Linked DNA regions of Sus scrofa: region 1 is linked to region 2. Evidence: chromatin contacts called from public HiChIP or PLAC-seq data. All regions are on one chromosome and are shown on one strand. Each heading gives the region's core, a stretch centred on a gene start, on an enhancer-like site or on the middle of the called end of the contact. The rest is flanking DNA. Distances are from core to core; before and after follow the strand shown.

Evidence for each region. HiChIP or PLAC-seq counts read pairs in DNA pulled down with a chosen protein or histone mark.
Region 1: an H3K27ac HiChIP or PLAC-seq map of skeletal muscle shows a contact between it and region 2. The contact joins two enhancer-like sites. A contact is called at or near these places in 1 of 47 Hi-C or Micro-C datasets (subcutaneous adipose tissue) and 1 of 2 datasets of contacts at active chromatin or transcription factors (skeletal muscle).

Annotation. Positions count from the first base shown.
Region 1 is chr1:137,824,399-137,827,460 of Sscrofa11.1, reverse strand. No RefSeq gene overlaps it. Among named protein-coding and RNA genes, the nearest start is that of SYNM, 30 kb to the left of the region's middle. Within about 2 kb of position 1,465, at least 59 of the 83 cell types and tissues checked have an H3K27ac peak or open chromatin away from gene starts, as enhancers often do. A contact at or near this core is called in skeletal muscle and subcutaneous adipose tissue, where this site is marked.
Region 2 is chr1:137,476,312-137,479,307 of Sscrofa11.1, reverse strand. The region is part of intron 2 of IGF1R (insulin like growth factor 1 receptor); the gene reads left to right. Among named protein-coding and RNA genes, the nearest start is that of PGPEP1L, 170 kb to the right of the region's middle. Within about 2 kb of position 1,742, at least 47 of the 83 cell types and tissues checked have an H3K27ac peak or open chromatin away from gene starts, as enhancers often do. A contact at or near this core is called in skeletal muscle and subcutaneous adipose tissue, where this site is marked.

The DNA of each region.
Region 1 (3,062 bases), core at 216-2,715, 350 kb before region 2:
AACCCACATTCATTTCCCGAAAGGGCTCAACAACATTCGGAAAACATACCTGTGAAGTGAGCCACCTGTAACCCCACCACCCACAGGTGACCACAGTTAGCACTGCCACAAGCGCCCTTCTGCACAGCTGTGCGATCCTGTTATACACGCCGTTGTGTAACCAGCTGTTTTCACTCAATAATATGTCATGGACATTTTTCCATGCCAATTATTCCCAATCTACATCACTATTTAAGTGGCTGGAGAGTATTCCATTATACGGATGTACTCTAAATTAATCAAATCCCCATTGATAAACATTTAGTGTTGCGGTCAAGGGCACAGACTCAGGAGCTCCACAGTCCAAGCATAAATCCTGCCTCTACCACTCCCCAGCTGGGTGATTTTGAGTGAAAACCTAACTTTTGATTGCGGGTTCCTCCTCCATAAAACAAGGGTATTAAGAATACCTACTGCAGCAGAATGTTGTAAGTAGATATTTATAAAACATTTATAACAGTTTCCAGCACATAGTAAATGTTCAGTTAAGGCCAACTGTTGTTGGCAACATTACCAGGGCTGTGACCATCAGCGGAATTCATATTCTCTTTACTTACTTAGAATAAAACTTAGAAATGGGAGGAAGTAGTTAAATGGTAAACATTTAAAATCCTGGTAAAAATCATCCAATTTCCCTCCAGAAATATCCCCACCGTCATGGAGGACCTGGGGTTGGTAGGAGGCTCTGAATGTGTACAGCCACTGCTCCTGGCCCAGAGCACTGTCACCCTCCAAGTCACGGCGAACCAGCCAGTGAGGTCTCCCGCCTCGCCCAACCTTCTGGGTGGCATTCTGGAACGCCGGGCAGGAGGAAAATCAACAGCAAGTCAGGTCAGACTCTCTCCCTTTGATTTCTAGAAGGAAAACTAGAGTTGAGGCCATATTCAAAAATATAGGTCAAATCTTGGTTTCTGTGGTTACCAAACACTGTCAACCACCAGTGACTCCCTCCCTCGGGGGCGATGCCAGGGTTCCGAGGCCTGGCCGCGGGGCCTGGCTCCCCTCCGTCTGCGCCCCCCGCCCCGCCAGGGCCCAGAGACCCGCCCTTCTGCGGCCCCACAGCCCTGAGGGTCTGCGGGGAGTGCGGCAAGGGGGCGGGGCCCGCGGGCACCCTGCCCTCCACTCCTTGGGGTGGGGGCAGCGGCTTGGCAGTGCTACCGATGGGGTTCGGGGTCCCCGGGACGGCTGCCCTGCCCAGTCGCCCGCCCGGCTCTCCACGCCTGCGGAGGCAGGGAGCGCCCCGCCTGGGCACGGGCCGTGCCCGCCCGGAGGAGGGAGGAGGCCGGCCGCCACAGGAACAATGTGGTCGGTTGTTTTGCGGACTGTCAGCCTCGTTCCTGCATTCTCCAATCCACGCCCCTTGGCCTAACCGCCACAGGCCCAGCACGCTGAGGGAAGAGCCCCCTTATTTGGTCTTGGAAAGAAAGGGGAAAGGTTATCCTCAGATGCCTGCGGCGTTGGGTCATCGGCCGGCAGTTTTTGGCCCGCTCCCGGGAGCAGGGCCGACTCCCGCCGGTAGGTGGCGGTGCCAGGCAGCACCTCGCCGAGACGCCCGAAGTGGTAAACAAACCCGCAGGTTCCGGTACCTTGGCCTCGGGGTCTTCTTTTGTGTGCGCGCTGGGAGAGACTTGGCCCGGGGAGGCGGGGGAGGAAGGAGGAAGAGAGGGAGAAGAAGAAGAAAACAAAGCCTTTTTTAATGCTGCAGTCCGGCTTTCGAAATCGGAAAATCGGCTTCAGTTTGAGGGTGTGACTGCCGTTGTGGATTTCATGTGAACCCTCGGCGGGTGCACGATGGGATGCGGGCTTCAGGTTCACGGTCAGCTGGGAGGTCGCGATGCAAATTCCTTTAAGGACTTTAATAAGGTACTAGGTGAGGATTAGTACGAGCTTGGATGCTCATTTCTTTCCTACCCCGGCCCCTCCCACACTCTCTCCTCCTGCCTGCCATTGCCAGCCTCTCAGGTGAGCTGGGGAGGTGAAGTGAGCCACCTGCCTTCTCCCGGCGGGAGCAGGACGCTAGCGGAGGTTCCCAAGCACTAAGCACGTGCAGACCAGCACTTGCTCACCTTCGTTGCTGACCCTCAAGCCAGGAGTCATCCTCGCCTGTTACTCGGAGTTCCGAGAGAATAAGGTCACACGGACAGCAAGGGGCAAAGCTGAGATTCGAACCCCTGTTCTTCACACTTCAAAGCCAAGGCTTGTCCTACAATGAAGGGTACCTCACCTCTCTAGTGCCTCCTCCACATAAAGCTCTTGTAACGTATATTATTGTCCAAAGTTCTTTAAAAAGAACCAAAACATTAACGGGATTTGAATTTTTTCAGCAAAACAAAGCACAAGCCACTACCTTGTGGAGGTGACTCTGGTTGGGTGAACCTGCTTCCCCAGGTCGGAAGGGGACTGGAAGTTAGGAAGCCATGGGGCTCTGGGGCTTCTGCTTTAACTGATTACACAGGCTCTGGGGCAGCGTCCTGTGAGGCTCGGAAAAGGGGCCCGCCAGGCGGAAAGCTCTGCTAACTTTTATTTTCTATTTTAGGCAAGTTGCAGACAGCCCTTTTGTTTGGCTGAGCGTCCCATATGCTCAGGTCTCTGCCCGTTGCTTCTTCTGCCTCCTGAGAATGGGGGAGGGGGGAACCAATAATTTTCACTTAGAAAACCTGTTTTGGGTTTCTTCATCTGGAAAGAAATTAATTTTCCAAGTCACACAATTCTAGGCAACTATTTAAAAAGTTACTGGAGTGACAGTTTCCATGCTTAAACGGTGCCAGTTTTTCTTTAAAAAAAAACCCAAAGTTTGTGTGAACAAAGTTAAATCCAAGAAATGTGGTTTTTCTCTATCTCTTTTTCATAAAATAGTAAAAAAGAAAAAAAAAAGCTGCATCTACCAGTTTTGGGGGGTTTCCAGGTTTCCAAGAATTTACTTAGCTTGCTACGTAGTATATTTCTGTGGAAAAATTACAGCAAGAATATCTTTCGGATCATTGCTTTCCAGTCATTGTTTTATTGGTTCCCAGATTCCATGA
Region 2 (2,996 bases), core at 493-2,992:
TTTCACCTGCTAATTTTAACATTCATTACTGTGGTATTTGCCAAATGGTGATTTTTCTATTTCTGTTTCTACACTTAGTAATTGGAATTCTACTCTGAGGACCTTATGTATTTTTAAAATGAGGGACATGAAACTTTTTAAATAGCAGTAGCAGCTCCACTTTTTCTGGGAGGGCAGTTATGAATGACATGAAGCAGGAAAAAAAATGTAAAAGCTAAGCAATCTCAAATATGAATGTTATTTGAAACATCATTGCCATTTTTCCCTTCAGAGGAGGTGAAGGAGAAGGGAGGAGATCTCAAATGACCAAAAAAAAAAAAAAAAAAAAAAAAAAAAAGTCCCATTAACTTTGGTCCTGGCTGCAAGTGTCTCTTGCTTTTGAGGACTTAACGAGGACACAATTAGAGAGCTGACTCAGGCACAGCCCTGAATATTTTGGACAGGCTAGGAAGGCTTATGCCACCATAAGAAATTTCATTAATAGTATGAAATTTTATCTCTGAGCTTTTTAAACTGTAATTGAAAGGGGTGCTCAAGATACTGTTTTCTTCTTTCAGAATATACACTAATAGTGACAATACAAACATTTAGGAGGACCCCCCCCCATTTAATTAAATTTCAGCAGCCCAAAATCAGATTTGCATGAAGAAATCATTATTTTGAATTTCCCATTACCAAACGATTAAAATTACTCTTTAAAGAGAGGGTTTTAAAAAAATAGCTATTTGATTCTTAACTACCTAAGTGACCTTTTTTATTCTTTTTATTTATACCTTAAAAGAATAAAAAACTATTTCTACTCAACTATAATGTTTTATTAAAGCTCATGCATCTCTTTGAAAGAACTGTGAATGACTACAGTTTTTAATATCCTGCAGTCCACTCCAGTTTGTAATTGTACTTTGACAGACAAGATCATGCTAGGTACACTGAGCTCCATATGGCCTTCATTTTAGCTCACTGATACTTATAACTTCTCAAAAATTAAATTTTAAGAGTTTGAAATGTAACTGTTATATTAGGAAAAGAGAAAAAAACTTCAAGCATCCTAAACCATACATGCTTAGTGGGCTGGGCTGTCAGGTCACTCACATTTGCAGGACCAAGTAGGTATTTTGACGGTAGAATTGATAATACTGAATTAGTTTGGATGCTAAATATGTACAGCTTTTATAGTTGTGGTTGCACAGAAATCAGAAGACTACTTTGTACCAAGATTCTTTTGTGTTTACAGTTTCTTGGTGAATGTTTTAAGTTTGGCTCAGAGCACAGTGAGATAGCTAACATTTATTTCTGTCATTTCTAGTCCCCAATCTCGATGTTAGAGTAAGTCCCAATAGAGCGGTTAAAAATTCTTGGAAGTGGACATGCAAAACTCCCCCTCAGATCGTTGCTGCGCCGGCCTGGCTGACTGGAGGAGGGGCTCAGCAAGTGTTAAGTCTAGAGAGTGGGCGGGGCCATCTGACGGCGCTCTTGCCACGCCCACCTCCACGTCACGTGGTCTCCAGACACCACACGTGGGAAAGCGGTCGGAAAAGGGAGCGGGCGGGTGTGGCATTTGGGTTTTGAAAGACTTCCTCAGCTCCCTGTTTTTTTTGTTGTATGGCTTTTGTTTTTCCTAATTTTAAAAATCCCAAAAGCTGAAAACATGTAAACGGTTTCTCATTTGTCTCCAATCATGTAATCTAAACCTCTTGCTGGTTCAAGTTTTTCCACGGAAACATGGTTTGAATCTTGTGGTTCGATCGCGATAGCACAGTGTGAAGCCACGCCGCCTCCCTCGGGATGTGTCCTGGTGCTGCTGGCTAGTGTTTTTCGCGTGTTGGCGATCCACGTTATGTTGGAAAAATAACTCGTTCTGAAGAATTTCCGTACAAACCCTAGTTTCTTCTTAAGGATAGTTAAGTTTTGATAGAAAACCGGCTGTCCTAAAGTAAGAGAGTGCTCAGACGTCCGACCTGGCGGCGCTTTCCAGAGGGAGGAGCCTCTGGGTAGATGGTAAGCAGAGGTCACCCAGGTTCAGGTTCGCTGCTAAGGTACTTAGCAGCGGGGCAAAATTTTAAACGAAAGTAAAAGATTTAAATGTGATTGCGAAAGAGAAAAACTAACATGGAGAGAGGGTGTTCATTCTCAAACTAAACTCAAGTCGTAATATTCTGGGTTCACGCCCAAATACACACTCCGGTTGGAGACAAAAACTGATCGCAACAGCGCTTGATGCTCACGGCATCCACTGACGGACGCCGCTGCCAGTGCCTCCACCCCCCGCCCGCATGCCACCCTAGGCACACGTACCCTCTGAATTTCCTGGCACCCAGTAAATGCATATTCTAATTTAAATCTTCTCAGCGCTCTCATTTCTTCCCATTTCGCGTGGGAATTTAAGATTTCCTTCAGTTTGCTTTCTATTCACCTTCATTAAAATGCAATAAAGCAAAGGAGTTTATTAAGGGCGATCCCACTGTATAGAGACAATTTAGTGAGAAGAAGAAAGGCTCCAAAGATTAAACCTCATCTTAAAAATCGGAAACAGACTCTTGTTATTAATAACTTTGAAAATGGAAATCCAACTTTTGATAAATTATTTCAGAGGAGTAATTCTGGGGAACAGACATTTAGTAGGTAACTCTGTGTCTGGTCATCAATTACAGTGATTTCCTTGCATCAGCTCCAGAAAATCAGAATATTCATGAGCTTTCCGGTCGGACTCAGACCTTCAGGAGCCTTGAAATTTTCCTGTTGGGATGAGAGGAAGTGCTGTCGGTGTTTTTGGCAGCTGGGTGAAACCAGAAAAAGATAAGCAGAGGAGTGGGATGATGTCCATTGGTTTGGTCCCATCATCCCGCTTTTAATTTGTGAAATTTAAAGTTTAAAAAATCATGTTAAGTGTGTGATCCTTTTTAGAATTCACTGGGTCTGTTGAGGAAGTGGTTTTGTTTTTGTGAGTTTGTTTAAACAAATGACTGAGGTTTTTGTTTTTCACTCTGTCTGGCGAG